3 separate regions of the Mus musculus genome follow, and all the other regions are linked to region 1. Evidence: chromatin contacts called from public HiChIP or PLAC-seq data. All regions are on one chromosome and are shown on one strand. Each heading gives the region's core, a stretch centred on a gene start, on an enhancer-like site or on the middle of the called end of the contact. The rest is flanking DNA. Distances are from core to core; before and after follow the strand shown. Region 1 overlaps Cacna1a (calcium channel, voltage-dependent, P/Q type, alpha 1A subunit). Region 2 holds the start of Mri1 (methylthioribose-1-phosphate isomerase 1). Region 3 has its middle 27 kb from the start of Ccdc130.

Region 1 (3,805 bases), core at 764-3,263:
CAGTGTTCCAGTGTATACGGACGACTGGCTGAGACATCCAGCCTAGTGGAATGAACAACTACTGGGTTCTCGAACCTTCAGTTCATAGCTAGCCATTGCTGATTAGCTGAACCACATTGTGTAAGCCATTTTAATAAATCCCTCCTCCCCCCTCTCTCTCCATTTTCTAAGTCTATAAGTTCTGTTCCTCTGGAGAATCCTGACTAAGACAGAGTCCTTGGATACCCTTTGATGTACAATCTTACCTCAGCAAGTGGTCTTAGCCAGGGCCCCTCATAAACCACCTCACTCTAGATAAGTTCCTTAGATGCAAACAGAACACTAAGATATTTCAAAGCCTTTTAGCAATGTAACTTCAAAGGCCACCAAAATACTCCCAGGTGTACAACTGTCCTTTCTTTCATAAGTGTGCATGGATGTCTGTACCAAGACAATGCTGAGGCTGGCATGACGGCTCAGCAGGTGACTGTCCCCACTGCCCAGCCTGGTGTCCTGAGCTCAATCCCCAGGGCCCCATACAGTAGAAAGGGAGAACCAGCTCCCACAATATGTCCTCTGACCTCCACACACAAGTATAAATGGATGCACACACACACACACACACACACACACACACGTGTATATACATGTGCACAATAAATAAATGTAAACATTTAAAAACCTTTTCCTCAGTAAACTGAGCTTTGCTTCAGACTGCCTCATTTTCTGTGGGGAACAAGAGAATCCAGCTGCCCCTGACCAGAGGTTAGGGTGTGAAGTGGGTGCCCCAGGGAGGGCCTGGCAGAGGCTGGGTCTTTCCCCGTCTCCTGGATGCTGAGCTGGAAGTGCTGGCAGTTTGGGGTGGGATATGCTGTGGACTGCTTTCTGTCCAGGACAGAAACACTTCTCAGTGCTTTTGGACGCTTTTCCTCTTGCTTGTAGATGACTACAGAGGGACAGGGAGATGGCGCTGTGGGCTGAGGGCGCAGAGCCAAAAGGACAAAAGAGCCTGGGTCCTACCTCAGTATGAAGAAAACTGCAGCAAATCTAGAATACACCTCATGGAACTGTGTTTCCTGTGTACAGTGGAACATTACCCATCCAGTAAAAAAGATGGGCTCTGTGGGAAAAGGTGCCAGGCCTGAGGACCCAAGCTATCCTTTGACCTCCAAGACCTGTGTGTGTTGGCAGACAGAGAGAGCCAGAAGCGCACACGCGCGCGTGTGCACACACACACACACACACACACACACGGTCACTTGCACACGAACAGGATGGAACGCAGGTCTTTATGTTTACCCAGCAAGCACTTTATCAACTGAGCCATCCCCAGCTCCTTCCGTCCCTATTTTTTCTCAATTGTCCCCACTGGAAACCCAGCCTCAGTTTCCTTCTCAGGAGGATGGAGAAGGATATAAAAAGTATTCCTCCTGGTATAAGGAGTGAGGCTTACACTTGATTGTTCAGGAAAAGTGCTGATCAGACCCAGGGAGCGGCCAAATGGGACTTTTCTCATTCTCTGAGCAAAGCTGACTGTGATTGGCTGTTATCATTCTCTTTTTCTGAGTAAAGCTGCCTGTGATTGGCTCTGACAAGTTTCCAGCCCAGAGGAAGGAGGCCAGATGAGGACCCCAGCTGCTAGCCAAAAAGCAGCCCAGGAAATGACAGCACATTCCCATGATCCTTAGCTGTCCCAGGAGAGCTCCGGCCTGGTTCCATCCTGACCTCAGACTAACTTTCCAAACTGCAGCTCTGCGTAGAGATTCACTTGCCCTGGATCTTGGCGTCCCAGTGGGGGCCCAGAATCAGGAGGGATTCATAGTACATTCGGGCCACCCACTTCTTTCAGGTCTGATTCTTGTACCCGAACCGGGGTAAGGTGCAACTGGATAGACTGTCCCTGGTCCCTGCAGGCCCCACCCCCACCACACATTAATTAAAATGTGAATCACAGCTGAGTCACTAAAGAGAGGGGGAAAAAAGGTCAATGAGCCAGTCTGGCTCCCCCTCCTTCCAGCTCTAAGGCATGAGTCAGCAAAGTACAGATCAGAAAATGGGGAAGAGAAGGGAGAGAGGTGTGCGGCTCTGCCTGAGAAGCGTCGTCAGCGAGAGCTGCTTTAGTTCTTGGGTTAGCAAAAAATAGTTTCCTAGCCCCTCCCTCAAGGTCTGTTAGCCAGCCCTGTGCTGAGCACAGCGATTCTCATGTCTGCCCAGCTTTTCCGAGGAGCTTTGGCACTTTGGGTCTTGCCCACTTCAAGGATGGCAGGCTCTTTATTAAGGCACCCCTAAGAAGCAGATGTCAACTCTCATCTCCCTACTCCATACCATCCCCAAAGCCCATTAGTCTCTTTAGATTTCTGTGTGATAGCCCTGTTCTGTAGCGAGCAACAGGAAGTGACCACCACTAGGTGGGAAGAATATTCCGGAAGTGCTGATCTCGGGGGTGGGGGTGGGGGTGGGGCTTCATGACACGGTACCCAAGCTGGGACTGGTGGTACAGGCCTATAGTCTGAGCTACTCCTACTTGAGAATTGGAGGCAGGAGGATCACAAATTCAAAGGCTGACTGAGCAAAGTTCAAGGCCAACCTCGGATGACTTAGTAAAATTCTGTTTTAAGGTAAAAAGTAAACAGGAATGGGGGTTGGGGGTGGACACACATGGTACCCGTCAACAGCCAGTGCAGAGGGACAACAGTCCAATAGGTCCTGCTTCACCCTGTCCCTGGGAAGGTAGAAAGACATACCCTACTGAGAGCTGAGTCTCAGACGACCACATACTCAAGACATGCATTAAGTGTGTGTGTGTGTGTGTGTGTGTGTGTGTGTGTGTGTGTGTGTGTGTGTGTGTGTATGCGCATGTGCATGTGCACATACACACATCAGGACACCTTGCAGGAGTTGATTCTCTCTTCCTACCATTTATATCCCAGAAGTGAACTCAGGTCATTAGGTTTAGCAGCAAGCACCTTAACCCACTGAGCCATCTTGCTGGGCTGGAGCTGGGCTTTTCCCTTGTGACATTTTTCACTTCTGCTGGTTGAAGTGGCAGAGGTGGAGCCCGTGCACACAAAGGGCTCAAGCGAAGACACAGTGGCAGCCTGGCACTCCCTGCTGCAGGGGGATGGAAAGGAACCCCACGTCTGTGGTACAGCTGGACCCACAGGAGCCTGCCCCTGCCCACAACCACCACTAAGTTCTCTCTTCTCCCCTCCTGCCTGATGAATGCAGTTCTTAGTCCCAAGCTTCAAGCCACATTTTGGAGGAGGTGCAGCCTCCATCCGAGGGACCCTGCATGGCTGTGTGGAGCCACACCCCACTTCACCTCATCGTACCCATCACCAATCACATTTTAGAAGGTGATTTCTTTTCTTTCTTTCTTTCTTTCTTTCTTTCTTTCTTTCTTTCTTTCTTTCTTTCTTTCTTTCTTTCTTTTTCTTTCTCTCTCTCTCTCTCTCTGTCTCTCTCTCTCTCTCTCTCTTTCTTCTTCTTCCTCTTCTTCTTTTTTTTTTTGTTTGTTTTTTGAGACAGGGTTTCTCTGTATAGCCCTGGCTGTCCTGGAACTCACTTTGTAGACCAGGCTGGCTTCGAACTCAGAAATCTGCCTGCCTCTGCCTCCCGAGTGCTGGGATTAAAGGAGTGCACCACCACGCCCGGCGGAAGGTGATTTCTGAGGGACTAGGGGCATGGCTCAGTGGGTGAAGGTGCCTGCTGCCAAATCTGATGACCTGAGTTCCATCCCTGGAAGGAACCCACATGGTAGAAAGAGGAGACTGACAGAGACAAAGCATACTCTGACTGCATGTGTACCATGTGCATCATGACATAG
Region 2 (3,805 bases), core at 515-3,014, 240 kb after region 1:
GTCCTTGGGAAGCAAAGGTTGTAGGGTTTGGAGGCACTTGGTCCCTAGAGCCCCTGTTATTTAAACTGGTGGGAAGAAAGCTCAAGACTAGGGGTGTGTGCTCTGTGCCCACTCTGCCCCTGAACTTCTGGCCCTTGTCCAATGCTCCCTTTTCCCTACAGCTTATGAGGACAAGCAGCGAATGAAGCGGACAGAGATCATCCACCGCTCTTGGTTCCCCTCAGCCCAGGGACCCAGTGCTAGCAGCAGCAAAGCTAGCAGCGTCCTGAAGAAGCTGTGCCAGGGCCGCAGACCACCCCCCAGCAGCACAGGCACGGTGGGGGACCTGGGCATAGTGAGGAGAAAGTCTCGAGACGTTCCAGAAAGTCCTCAGTGTGCAGCAGACAACTCCTTGTCAGAAGAACAAAGAAGGCCACCAGGAACCACCCAGGGTAGCAAGACACTTGAAGAGGCAGCAGAAGCATCCAGGACCAGCAAGACATCAGAATCCAAGAGAAACTGTAGTGATCAGGCCTTCCCCCTAGGTTCCTCCCAGGAGGACCTGCTGAACCCCAACACCCCCAATGCCTCCCTGGTGGCTGACTACTCTGACTCAGAGAGCGAGTAAGGGAGTCAGAATTCCAGGACCAGAAGCCATGACGCGTCCAGACCTTAGGGACTGGCACATTGCTGCCAGCCCAGATACAGACCTACCTTCCTATACAGATTATTATTTATTTGGTTTTGGTGAGAATGCCTGTGCCTTGATGTAACCCTGATACCTGAGCATTAAAGTGCTGTTCTTTGTCCCTGCCTTGTTTCTAAACTCATCTAGTAGCTGCCCTGCCCTCACTTCCAGCCAACTAAGCAGATGCTGCTGCATCGTTGTGACGGCAGTGTGGCCCCACAAAGCCCGATGAAGGGTTTGAGATACTGACCAAGATTGGCCACGGCCTGGGGTGACGTCCCCTTATGAGGTGTCAAGGACTACATAAGGAAGGTTGAAAGAGGGCCAGGCTGCTGGAGCCAGAGAAATAAAGCTAACGGCAGGCAGGAAGAACATCCAAACTCCATGTCATGGGCTGGTGTGGGTCACTCATAGTGGCCAGCCAGTAGGGATGTTTGTGAAACAACCTCAAAAACACCCTAATCCAGCCAGGCATAGTGGGCAGACAACCGTCATCCTGGCACCCCAGCAATAGAGACAAGGTGTGGTCCAGCTTTAAAATAGGGTTTCTCATGTATCCCTGGCTGTCCTGGAACTCGTTCTGTAACTATTGTGGAGCCAGATTCACAAATATATCTCTACCTCCTGAATGCTGGAATTAAAATCTGAGGTTTATTTTTGTGTGTTTGCATGTTGTGAGTATGTTGTCTCACTGAGGTTTGAAAGAGGGCCTTGAATCCTTTAAAACTAGCGGCAGTCGTGAAGCCTTTGGTCCTCTACAAGAGCAGAATGCACGCCTAACCATTGAGCAATCTCTTCAGGCCCTGAGAATAAACGTCCCTCATGGTGCTTGCTTTTTTTTAAAAAAATGGAGACAAAAGTAGTCCCACGGAAGGTCGTTTGACACGCTGATTAAGCGCTGGGTGTCTGTGAGCCGTGGATAGGCAGAGCTGAGAGTTCCAAGTCATCGCTTCAGTAACGGATGGACGATTTCCGGCAAAAAAATAGCCCCATCACCAAGCATCTTGGAGCTAGAACTCGGCCTTGGGAGAAGTTACAGCCACTCTGGAAGACGCTAATCGCCCGATAACCTAGGAGCGCGTGCGCATGCGCACGCGGCAGGACGCAACTCCGCCCCGCAGCCTGTGCAGGATTCCTCGTGGCCCTGCAGGGTAGGCAACATGACACTGGAAGCGATCCGCTACTCGCCCGGCTCGCTGCAGATCCTCGACCAGCTGCAGCTGCCAGAGCACTGCCACTATGAGGCACTGAGCTCCGTGCAGCAGGCTAGTGAAGCCATCCGCGCCATGAAGGTGCGCGGAGCCCCGGCCATCGCGCTGGTCGGCTGCCTCAGCCTGGCCGTGGAGCTGCGGGCCGGCGCCGGCGGTCCCGGACTCGCTGCTCTGGTGGCCTTCGTGCGAGACCAGCTGCGCCTCTTAGTCGCCGCCCGGCCCACCGCTGTCAACATGGCCCGCGCCGCCCGCGATCTGGGTCAAGTGGCAGCCCAGGAGGCGGAACGAGAGGGTGCCACTGAAGAGACCGTGCGGGAAAGGTACGGGATCCTGGACCAGTCTTGTGTGCTCTGCCCAGCTTTCCTCTCTACCATTTTCTTTCCCATCCCACTTCCGGTCCAGCCACTTGGTTCTTACTGCTTTTCTGTTGCACCGGTACGGCTCCTGCCTGTGGCTGAGACTAGAGTCTAGAGCATTAAAGCACTGGAGTTAGAACTTCATCTCCAGGTTCCTGCTCCTTCCCCTCCCCTTCTGTAAAAACACCTTGTCCCTGATTCTGCCCCTTCCTGTTCATCAACTGCCTCTCCCACCATGACGTCATCATCACAGAGGTAAAGGGTTTCCTCCTGTTTACTGCTGTGCGTCAGCCCCAGCTCCTGGCTCACTTATATTAGTGATCAGAGTGGAAGTGTCCTCAGGCTCTCAGAACCCCACCTCACCTTTAAAGGGCGGCCCCTTCAAAGTTAGCCAGCTCCCTTCCAACAGTGCTAAGAGCTTCTTCTGTCCCCAGAGTGATCCGCTTCGCCGAGGATATGTTGGAGAAGGACCTCAAAGACAACCGGAGCATCGGGGACTTGGGAGCCCGCCATCTCCTAGAGCAGACCAACCCCAGGGGTGGCAAGGTGACCGTGCTGACCCACTGTAACACGGGTGCTCTGGCCACTGCTGGCTATGGTACAGCGTTAGGTGAGGAGGCACCTTCAATTGTTAGGGCATGGGACATGTTATGGGATGCAAGGCAAAGCAACTGGAGCTGGGGGTGTAGTTCAGTGGCAAGAGTACTTGCTTAGCTAGGGCTGGCTCAGCAGCTTAAAAGTATGGACCCCTCTTGCAAAGACCTATTAAGTTCTCAGCACCCACAGTAACTACCTGCAGCACCCTCTTCTGGCCTCCACGAGCACATGCCCTTACATGCATAGAGACACACATGTACATAATTAAAAATAAACACTAGGGCTGGAGAGATGGCTCAGTGGTAAAGAGCATTGACTGCTCTTTCAAAAATCCTGAGTTCAATTCCCAGCAACCACATGGTGGCTCACAACCCGTCTGTAATGGGATCTGATGCCTTCTTCTGGTGTGTCTGAAGACAGCAACGGTGATGTATTCATATGCATAAAATACATAAATAAATCTTTAAAAATAAAAATAAATACTTTAAAAGAGTACATACTTAGCTTAGAATACACAAAATCCAGGATTTAGTCCCCAAAACTCAAATGAAGAAACTACTTCAACCACAGAAGTGTAAATATTAGTTTTGTTTTGATTTTTCAAATCATATTTTGTGTATACCTGCTGTGCATATGTGTACCATGCATGTACATTGTGCCCAGAGGACAGAAGATGGTTTTGGATCCCCTGAAGCTAGAGTTACAGATGATTATGAGCCACCATGTGGGTATTGGGAACCAAACCCAGGTCCTCTGTAAGAGCAGCAAGTTCTCCTAGCCACTGAGCAGTCTCTCCAGCCCCGCATATTAGTTTGTTCGTTTTTCCTACTCCCAGTATAGCAGCTCCTGTACAGAAACCCTTGGGGAGTTGTCTGCAGGGGTGGCTACATCAAGGAGTCCAACCCATGCATTAGAACCCTGGCCCTCCCTGTGCACATGGATTGAAGTAGTTCTGCTATCAGAGTCTACAAACT
Region 3 (3,805 bases), core at 542-3,041, 200 kb after region 1:
CACCTGGAGAGCTCGGCAGTTTATTGGAAGGAGGGCTAGATTCTGGTGTCACAAGGCGGGGAGGCTGTCTCAAACTGGCATCTGGCTCCCTGGGGTGTTTTATTAAGGGGGGGTTATGGACAGTATCATTCTAATGCCAGGCTGGGTTTCCTCAGAGTGGCTAGAGAGGGGAGGAAGCCACGGGTTTGCTGCTGGGAGATGCAGTACAGAAACCAGCTGCCAGAGTGCTGCGCTTGCCACAGAAGGAAGAGTCAAACCGTCTGTACACAACACTGGAGTCTCTTTGGTGAGGCTTCCAAGGAGCAGGGCAATTAACTGCAGAGAGTTAGCATCAATAATTCGGGGGCTACAACAAGTGTACTCATATAAATAAAATAAATAAATCTTTTTTTAGAAAGGTGCTGTGTATTTTATGTTGAGATATTGATAAATATGAGATCTTGGGGATAAACAAGAAAGGAAAGGTTGCTGTTGAGTAGTGATGTGCTTTTGTGTCAGGTTGACAAGGGGATCAATTGTCCTGTTTTGTTTTGTTTTTGTCAACTTGTTACAAGCTAAACTGATCTGAGATGAGGGCACCACAACAAGAAAAAAATAATCTTCATAAGATTGGCCTATAGGCCATCCTGTGGGGGCATTTTCTTAATTAATGATTGATACGGGTGGCTGCAGTATATAAAAAGCAGGCTCAGCAAGCCATAGTGAGGAAGTCAGTAAGCTGCATTCCTTCACGGCTCTGCTTCGGTTTCTACCTCCGTGTTCCTGACTGAGTTCCTGCCTTGACTGCCCTAAGATGATTGACTGTGAGGCAGGTTACTTTTGGTCATAGTGTTTTATCACAGCAATAGAAGCTCTAACTTAAAACAAGACCCCCTGCGGCTTACAAGTGGCTTTGAGCCACCCAGAGAACATGCTGGGAACTAACTCAGGTCCTCTGTGAGAGCAGCAAGAGCTCTTAACTACAAACCTATCTCAAACCACACCCCGTATTGTTGCTTTTGAGACAAGGTCTGCTACGAAGCCCAGACTGGCCTTAAACTTGTGATGGTCCTGCCTCAGCTTCCCATGAGCTAGAATTGCAGACCTATGTCACCACTCTTGGCCTTTTTTCTCCATGTTGGGGATGGAGGGTAGGGCCTTGTCCACACAAGCTAGCAATCATCCTGCCACTGAGCCACATCCTAGGTCTGACAGAAGAGATTTGGCTTTTTTTATTTAGGGGGGGGTGTGTTTGAGTCAGGATTTTGTTATACAGCCCCGGCTGGGCTTTTGAACACATGGCAATCCTCCTGCCTCAACTTCTCAAATGCTGCAGTCACAGCATGTACCACTACACGTTACTCTGGCCTGGAAGATATTTAAAGCTATTGTGGTTTGAGTGTGCAATGCCCCGACACTGCACATCGGGTCTGTGTGTTTGTTTCCCAGCTGGCTGCTCTGTTTGGAAGACTACAAAACCTCAGAAGCTGAACAGAAAGTTCCAAGGGAGAGAAGTGGCCAGGAAACAAAAAGAGCAAAGGCTGGTGGGTAGCAGGCTGTGATGCATTCTGGGGCTGCAGATCTTAGTTCCCAAGCTCATGGGCTTACACTGTATTGTGTGGTGATTTTTATCCAGCTTCTGACCCCTTCAGCAGGCTTTCCTATATATTTCCGCCCTTTTCTTGACCAATTCTGGATGCAGAGTCTCTCATTCACATTTAAATTTACCAACCAAGTTTATCCCAACTGGATGACTAATTTACATAAGGACCGGACCAAATTGGTCTCTTCCAAGGTACAAAAGATGCCACCCACCCGTTGCTGCTTTGCAGCTCCTTCCAGCCCCTCCCCCTGCAGCAAGCTTACCATACCTCTCAGTAAATCCAGCCACTGGCTGGGGTCAATGGTGGACCCTAGTTCATAAGCCAAGGTGATAAAGACTCCAAGGCTCTGTGTTGACACAAAGTATCACACAAGATCACATAGTGGCAGTGCAGCTATCCTCCGCTATGAAGACACAATCTGTGATGTTCAAACAAGGGCAGAACAGCCACAGGACACATTTGTGAGACTCTGTAGGCAGAGGGAGCCTGACCACCTCATCTCTGAGTGACTCAGATCAGGTGCTAGGCTTCCCAGCAGCCTGGAAAATGTTCCTGTTCTGTGGTGAGTGCTCTAACCCAGAAGTGAGGGAGTAACATGCTTCCCTGAATTCCCTGTGGCTCACACACCTCCACACCGCAGACCATCACTCAGAAAGACCTCCATTCTACTGGATGCCCCACACACACATGCACACGCACACACAAGCACACACACACACACACACACACTTTCAATTTAAAAAAACTAAAGCGGGGCTCACTAGATAACCTTGGCAGAATCAACTTTGTGACTTTGTGATCCTCCTGCCTCTGTCTCATGAGTGTAGATGTGAATCGCCACGATTGGCCCCCATGATTCCCATTCTATGAGTTCCAAAAAGACAGCGAGCAGTACACTCATTCTATGAGTTCCAAAAGACAGCGAGCAGTACACTATGTCGCAGGGCTGAGGAGGGCTGAGGAGGGCTGAGGTGCTCAGTGAGCTCCTGACTCAGAATGAAGACATTTGGGGGCGAGGGTGGGCTGGGGGTGGCCATGGCATGACTGGTTACGCACACAGAGTCCCAGTACCTGGGACTGAAGCAGGAAGATGGTGAGTTTCAGGATAGCCTGGGCAACATAGTAAGATTCTAATTGTACATTCCAAATCAACAAGGGGAGAGTATACCTGACATATCACTTTCCACCAGGGAGTGTCCTACAAGGAGCACTAGTGTTTGAGCTTGTGACAGAAGTGATAACCGGGACATGCAAAGGGTTCCTCTCTTTCTCCTGGCTGGCCCTTTTAGGGAACCTCCAGAGATGAACATATGGCTTGGTTTCCACTCCAGCCATGCTGTGATATGACAACCTTGCAGCGTTCTGTAAAGCAAGGTCTCAGAAGACCTGCTCAATGAAAGGGAAAGCATTTGGATCCCCTCTATGAATGAAAACACAAATCCTGAGGAGGGAAGCAGGCTGGGCTTTCCCACTCTCCATTCTCAAAACCTCAATGTGAGAGCAGCAGCCACCACCTCAGAGCCAGCAGGAAAAGCCTCCCACTAAGAATGAGAAAAGAAAGGAAATGCCGACTTTTCTGATGACACTTTAAACAGTTGTGCCGACACTTGGCTGATCATCTTGTAATTCCTACTATGGAAATAAATAAATATACGGATTTAAAACATAAAAGGGAAAGAAAGGGGGGGGAAAGGAGGCATGAAGTCATTTTCCTCTGGACCAGTGGGGTGGCTCATCAGGACAGGCACTTGTCTTCAGGCCCTGGAACCATGGGCTGGAAGGAGAAAAACAACTCCTGTAAATTGTCCTGTGACCCCACAGAACACCTGTGTGTTCTCTCACACACACCACACACAGAGACATATATACACCATACATATACAGACACATACATACATACATACCACATAAACCAATACACACTATACATACAGACACATACACACCACACAGACACAGCACACATACACCACACACATACACAGCACACACACATATACACTACACATACACCACACACATACACAGCACACATACACAGCACACACACATATACACTACACATACATCATATACACATACCATGTACATACTTACAATACACATACATACACATACATCCAAGACACACATATATGCAACATACGTACATATAAGACACACACATATATACAACACACACATACACAACACACACATACACAACACACACATGCATACAG

Evidence for each region. HiChIP or PLAC-seq counts read pairs in DNA pulled down with a chosen protein or histone mark.
Region 2: an H3K4me3 HiChIP or PLAC-seq map of bone marrow-derived macrophages shows a contact between it and region 1, with 2.2 times the contacts expected there. The contact joins the promoter of Mri1 here to the enhancer-like site in region 1. A contact is called at or near these places in 5 of 39 promoter capture datasets (the 3T3-L1 cell line, 3T3-L1-derived adipocytes, cranial neural crest and 2 more), 1 of 15 datasets of contacts at CTCF or cohesin (the NIH/3T3 cell line), 10 of 115 datasets of contacts at active chromatin or transcription factors (the NIH/3T3 cell line, bone marrow-derived macrophages, embryonic forebrain and 2 more) and 1 of 9 other capture datasets (macrophages).
Region 3: a contact with region 1 is called in an H3K27ac HiChIP or PLAC-seq map of embryonic stem cells, with 7 read pairs. The contact joins two enhancer-like sites. A contact is called at or near these places in 4 of 15 datasets of contacts at CTCF or cohesin (the NIH/3T3 cell line, embryonic stem cells, large pre-B cells and 1 more), 57 of 484 Hi-C or Micro-C datasets (the AML12 cell line, the BV-2 cell line, the C2C12 cell line and 27 more), 9 of 115 datasets of contacts at active chromatin or transcription factors (the NIH/3T3 cell line, embryonic fibroblasts, embryonic stem cells and 1 more) and 1 of 9 other capture datasets (embryonic stem cells).

Annotation. Positions count from the first base shown.
Region 1 is chr8:84,499,984-84,503,788 of GRCm38.p6, reverse strand. All of the region lies in intron 3 of Cacna1a (calcium channel, voltage-dependent, P/Q type, alpha 1A subunit), which reads right to left. Among named protein-coding and RNA genes, the nearest start is that of Cacna1a, 87 kb to the right of the region's middle. Within about 2 kb of position 2,013, at least 126 of the 459 cell types and tissues checked have an H3K27ac peak or open chromatin away from gene starts, as enhancers often do. A contact at or near this core is called in 3T3-L1-derived adipocytes, the NIH/3T3 cell line, bone marrow-derived macrophages and 2 more, where this site is marked.
Region 2 is chr8:84,255,283-84,259,087 of GRCm38.p6, reverse strand. It overlaps Mri1 (methylthioribose-1-phosphate isomerase 1), which reads left to right and starts at 1,764. Exons shown (of 5, transcript NM_026423.4): 1 at 1,764-2,198; 2 at 2,669-2,844. The coding sequence starts at 1,828. Ccdc130 (coiled-coil domain containing 130) reads left to right here. Exons shown (of 10, transcript NM_026350.3): 10 at 162-1,321. The coding sequence ends at 607.
Region 3 is chr8:84,295,502-84,299,306 of GRCm38.p6, reverse strand. No RefSeq gene overlaps it. Among named protein-coding and RNA genes, the nearest start is that of Ccdc130, 27 kb to the right of the region's middle. Within about 2 kb of position 1,791, at least 5 of the 459 cell types and tissues checked have an H3K27ac peak or open chromatin away from gene starts, as enhancers often do. A contact at or near this core is called in embryonic stem cells, where this site is marked.